Regions from separate parts of the Sus scrofa genome. Here region 1 is linked to region 2. The links are chromatin contacts, called in public HiChIP or PLAC-seq maps. All regions are on one chromosome and are shown on one strand. Each heading gives the region's core, a stretch centred on a gene start, on an enhancer-like site or on the middle of the called end of the contact. The rest is flanking DNA. Distances are from core to core; before and after follow the strand shown. Region 1 overlaps RASSF4 (Ras association (RalGDS/AF-6) domain family member 4). Region 2 overlaps ALOX5 (arachidonate 5-lipoxygenase).

Evidence for each region. HiChIP or PLAC-seq counts read pairs in DNA pulled down with a chosen protein or histone mark.
Region 1: a contact with region 2 is called in an H3K27ac HiChIP or PLAC-seq map of alveolar macrophages. The contact joins two enhancer-like sites. A contact is called at or near these places in 2 of 47 Hi-C or Micro-C datasets (liver and skeletal muscle) and 1 of 2 datasets of contacts at active chromatin or transcription factors (alveolar macrophages).

The regions. Positions count from the first base shown.
Region 1 is chr14:91,104,116-91,106,844 of Sscrofa11.1, reverse strand. It overlaps RASSF4 (Ras association (RalGDS/AF-6) domain family member 4), which reads left to right. Exons shown (of 11, transcript NM_001243337.1): 10 at 456-553; 11 at 1,817-2,729. The coding sequence ends at 1,877. Among named protein-coding and RNA genes, the nearest start is that of ZNF22, 8.6 kb to the right of the region's middle. Within about 2 kb of position 1,379, at least 11 of the 83 cell types and tissues checked have an H3K27ac peak or open chromatin away from gene starts, as enhancers often do. A contact at or near this core is called in alveolar macrophages, where this site is marked.
Region 2 is chr14:90,883,564-90,886,522 of Sscrofa11.1, reverse strand. The region is part of intron 3 of ALOX5 (arachidonate 5-lipoxygenase); the gene reads left to right. Among named protein-coding and RNA genes, the nearest start is that of ALOX5, 22 kb to the left of the region's middle. Within about 2 kb of position 1,347, at least 7 of the 83 cell types and tissues checked have an H3K27ac peak or open chromatin away from gene starts, as enhancers often do. A contact at or near this core is called in alveolar macrophages, where this site is marked.

The DNA.
Region 1 (2,729 bases), core at 130-2,629, 220 kb before region 2:
TCTGTCTCTGGACAGCCTGAGCCCTGGCTGGGCGATGAGTGCATTTCCAAATTCCCCTGGAAGAAAAGGCCTCTAGGGTGTGGACCTCAAGGAGCAGGCCATGACCCTGTATCCCTGGGGCCATTCACAGACCAGTGTAGTTTCATTCCATTGTTAGAAACAATAGCATTCCCACCATCTCCACCCCTGCCCCAGAGAACACCCAGTGTGACCAGCTCACTATTGAATGCTTTTCCTAAAATTCAGCTTAATCTTTCCTCCCAGGGAGCGTAGCTCCCTTTGAGGTAAGAATGGACCCATCCTCAGAGCAGTGTTGGGGGTGGGAGGAGAGAGAGGCAACCGTTTCCTTGGATCTGAGACCTTGCTGAATCGGCCGCCATGGAAGCCACGAGGCAAAGGATACACATTTTAGGCTTCTAATTTAAAGCACGTTGAAATGTTCTTGGATTTTCTAGGTCGCTCAGTACATTAAGTTTGAAATGCCGGTGCTGGACAGTTTTGTTGAAAAATTAAAAGAAGAGGAGGAAAGAGAAATAATCAAACTGACCATGAAGTAAGCAGCACTGAAAGAGCCAGTTGTGGGTCTGAATGTCAGGGCGAGTCCATAGGGCAGGGCACCCCGGGGCTGGGAGAGCCCCCTCTTCCAGGTGGGCCAGGTGCCCTTGCACAGCTCAGGGAGGCCTGCTAACCCTGGCTCCCTAGCACCACCCCCTGACCCCTTGCTCCATACTGACACTGGGGCGACAGCCTGTTCAAGTGACGGGATGCAACCCAGACCACCCATCTAGCCTCAGCAACCTCACCAGCAAGGGATGGGCATAGGTTGCTGAAAACCAGGCAGGGGAGTCAGGCAGGAGCACGGGTGGGACCTGAACCAGGGTTGTGTGTTCGGCTGGTGACACTGTTTTGGAGGAACAACCAAAGAGGGGGCCTGCTTGGCACATACGTTTGGCCTGATCTGGGCCTTTCACACTAGCGAGAATTAGTTATGAGAACTACCTACACCAGCTGAGGTTTTCAGGTGCAGGGGACCAGTTCAATGGAAAGGTGAGCAGGTGTCACCTGCTGGCTCCTGGGGAGCCAGGGCCCAGCTGTGTGAGGTTAACCAGATTGCACATCCAGATAATCTGTCTCTCCCTCTGCAGATATCAGGGTCCCTCTTAGGAAGGGAAGGAGAGAGGCCTCTCACTGTGAGGGCCTGTGGTCGGGGGACTGGTTCACATTCTGGCTTCTGGCTGCAGGATTCTTAGAAAGCCACAGGCCCCCCAGGCTTCTGTCTGGGCAGTCAAGCCCCCTTCCGGCAGTCAACGGAGACCTCGATCAGAGGAAACAGTCCATGTGCAGTCAGCAGCATCACTGTAGCTGGAAAGATCCTGGGCGTCACCTGATCAGTCTATTCAGAGTACAGAGAGGAAATAGTGGCCCAAGATGAGCAAGGAGGCCACATCACATGATTGCAGAGCTAGGGCTTAAATACAGGCTTCCTGATCCCTGTGCTGCCATCCTGACTTCTCCAGCATACCCCTGTCCACTCCGGCATGGCCCTGTTCATACTGGAGAATCTTTGGAATAGAAATGGTGGCATTCTGCTTTGAAGCTTAACAGAGTCTGCTGCTGACTGTTCCTCAAAGCCAGTGGGCCTGCCAGATATGGGCCTGCCTCTTCCCTATCCTTGGCAGGGGAGAGATGGTGGCTGCTAATCAGCCAGTCAGGAGCAGTGGGTCCAGGGCCAGCATCTGTGTGCTCCCTTGCTCTGTTCCCCGCTCCCTGTCCCTGCCAGCTATCAGTGAGTCCTCTTGTCTGTGTCTTCCTCCAGGTTCCAAGCCCTGCGTCTGACCATGCTCCAGCGCCTGGAGCAGCTGGTAGAAGCCAAGTAGCCCACCAGCGCCAGCCTCTCCCAGGAGCCAGTGCACCCTAAGTGCTGATGGCTGGGCCCTGATTGGTCACACCAGCTGAGGAGCGCAGCACCAGTGCTTCTACCTGTCCACCTGCCTGGGTACTGTGGGGCCCATGTTCCTGGCTCTTGGCCCCAAGGTGAACACTCACAGGGCCCAGACTCAAGCCTGAGGAGCCAGGAACTTGCTGGGTGGGGTCTGCATGTGAGACTACCCTGAGCTGTGAGCAGCCCTGAAGCTGTGACATGGGCCATTATGTAGTTGGATGGCCTGGCCAGTCCTGTTCACGCCACACCTCTCCTGTTTAGGAGAACAGAATGTGACATAGCTTCTGGGGATGGAGCTTCTGGGCACCATCTACTTTCTCAGTGCCCAGCCCAGGGCTTCTGAAGAACTGCCAGCCCTAATCCTCACCAAGCATGTGAACCACTGGACCCCTGTTTGCCCTCACCTCATGCTGCCACTCAGAAACTCTGCTGGGAAAAGAGAGGGCTGCCAGCAGGTGTGGTGTGCAATGCTCCCAACCATCACTTCACCAGGAATACCTGGCCCTCAAGCCTCCAGTGTCACTCCATGAGCCTCACATAGCCCAGCACCCTGGAGGCAGAGGTCAGACCAGGAATAAGGCCACCAGAAGCCCATCTTCTGTCTGCAGCACTCACTCAGAACTTCCTCAGCTAGACCTGAAGAAATTCTTGTGAGGAGCTAGCTGCAAGAAATGTGACAATTTGAACACATGGAGGAGGTGACTCCTATGGCACTGAAAGGCTGCTGCCCAGGTAGCTGAGAGTCCAGGAACTGTCCAGGAACTCTTGGGCAGTGGCTTGGGGAAGC
Region 2 (2,959 bases), core at 98-2,597:
AGCAACGCGGGACCCGAGCCGCGTCTGCGACCTACACCACAGCTCACAGCAACGCCGGATCGTTAACCCACTGAGCAAGGGCAGGGACCGAACCCGCAACCTCATGGTTCCTAGTCGGATTCGTTAACCACTGCGCCACGACGGGAACTCCCTTATTGATGTTTTAGACCTTTGTGCTTGATGCAGTGCCCAAGGCATTGTCAAGAGCTCTGCACCGCCCCCTCCCATCCTAAAGGTTGGTGTTCATATGCCCCTTTCTCGACTTTCCTACCCCACTTCAGCCACCCGTGGCAAAGTCCCTCCAGTGAGCACTCTCTGTGCTGCTGGCCTTGGAAGGACGGAGTCCTAGATTGTGGTAATGTTAAACAGATTTCAGAGAATCAGGCTAGTTTGTTTCCTGTTAAGAGAGTGGACAGCGAGTCCTATCAGTTCCACTAATTCAGACTAAGACCTTAATGGCTGATAAATTAAATCAGCTCTGCAGGCATGTTGCCTTAACCCAGTATTTTCCAAAGTGTGCCCTGGATCATTGGTCCCAAAACTTTCTCTCCATAGTGAAGTTTGGGAAACTATATTGCATCCCCCCACTTAGAGGTTCCCAATGCACATAAACACTAAAGATTCGGAGAAGTTCTGGGGTAATGGACCCTGGTTTAAAAAAAAAAAAAAGGTTTTAATCCAGTGTTTCCCAAAAGAGCTTGACTCTTAAAGTCCTGCAGAACGAATGCTGTGTGCAGCCTTATCTGGGAAATACCCCTCCCCCAGAGAGAGGTTGGTTCAGTGGTGTGTTTGTTCTACAGAGATGGGACTTTCAGCAGGGTTTAAGGAGATGGGGCAGGGGGTTTTCTGGTGAGATAAATCTAATTGCCATCTTTTCTTCCTCCTACTCATCTGTCCTTTTCAGACCTCTTCCTTTGCTTCCGTTCAGGAAACACTGAACTTGTCACGTCTGCATATTCTTCTAGTTCCTCTTTCACATGGACTCTCAGGCTTCCAGATCACAGCTTGGAAGTCAAGTCACAACTAAGAATAGTTTCCCGTATGTCAGAAGTTGACAAGCCCAGCTGGCTCTCACCACACAACCAGCCAGGGAAGGAGAAGGAGACCCTCACACAGATTGTAACCCAGTGCTCATGTCCGCTCACTGCGACTGCATATTCCTGTGTGGCGGGCACACACACACACACATGATATATGGTGTGATGGATTTTCATCTACATCATTTAATCTAATCATCCTTTGACTTGCTTTTTTCACTTGTTCTGTTTCGAAGAACAACCGGTTGACACAGATAAGTGTTGACCATTCATTGTAGCTTCTGTACAGCGCACTGTCGTGTGACCAACCGCTGTGCCCTCCCACTGCCCCCTGGTGGACGTGTGGGCTGTCTTTACTTTCTGTCCATTACAACTGCCCGGCTGAGAGCCTCCTTACACGGCTGGTCTCCTGGTGCTCCTGTGAAAGAGGTACACTGGGAACATCCCGAGAGTAGACATGCACGTTTGCAGACCACATGTTAAGTTTTCTAAATATCGCCGATTGTTTTCGAAAGGGGTCCTGCCAAGTTTCACCGTAGAGCCATTCCTGAGTGGTTCTCTCCCCACACCATGGACCCACTTCACTCCTTGAGACATCTTCATTCCTGTTAATCTCATGTGTGTGCGTCATCTCACTGTTTCCCTCGCCCTTAAGTTGCCACATAGTTCTCACTTTGCATGAAGGTACCAGAGCTTATTCAGCCATTCTCCTATTGATGGACATTCAGCTTGTTTCCCATTTGTATATTGGGAACATATTTATATTGGGAAATACATTTTGGTGTATTTGGTTTTGGTATTAAAAACAGTGCTGCGATATTCACAATAGCCAGGACATGGAAACAACCCAAATGTCCATCGACAGATGACTGGATTCGGAAGAGTGGTATATATACACAATGGAATACTACTCAGCCATAAAAAAGAATGACATCATGCCATTTGCAGCAACATGGATGGAACTAGAGAATCTCATCCTGAGTGAAATGAGCCAGAAAGACAAAGACAAATACCATATGATATCACTTATAACTGGAATCTAATATCCAGCACAAATGAACATCTCCTCAGAAAAGAAAATCATGGACTTAGAGAAGAGACTTGTGGTTGCCTGATGGGAGGGGGAGGGAGTGGGAGGGATCGGGAGCTTGGGCTTATCAGACACAACCTAGAATAGATTTACAAGGAGATCCTGCTGAATAGCATTGAGAACTATGTCTAGATATTCATGTTGCAACAGAAGAAAGGGTGGGGGAAAAAACTGTAACTGCAATGTATACATCTAAGGATAACCTGACCCCCTTGCTGCACAGTGGGAAAATAAAAAAAAAAAAAAAACAGTGCTGCGAGAAACAACTCTGTACAAACATCTTGATTACTCGTGCTTTAATTACTATCAGATTAATTTCCAGAACTCAAAGTCCTGGATCAACTAAGCATTTTTCATTTTAAGAAATACCGACAAAATTCCCTTCCCAAAATTTTATAGCAATTTTCAATCCTACCAATGGTATATGAAAATATCCTGTTACCCATACCTTCTCCAATATCTGATGACATTGATCTCGTAAATACCTGGCAGTCCAGGAGTTCCCATCGTGGTGCAAGGGAAACGAATCCGACTAGGAACCATGAGGTTACAGGTTCAAAATCTGGCTCACTCAGTGGGTTAAGGATCTGGTGTTGCCATGAGCTGTGGTGTAGGTCGCAGGGGCGGTTCAGATCTGGCGTTGCTGTGGCTGTGGTGTAGGCCGGCAGCTGTAGCTCCCATTCGACCCCTAGCCTGAGAACCTCCAGATGCCGCAAGTGCGGCCTAAAAAGCCAAAAAAGAAAAGAAATACTGACAAAATTCCCTTCCCAAAATTTTATAGCAATTTTCAATCCCACTAATGGTATATGAAAATATCCTGTTACCCATACCT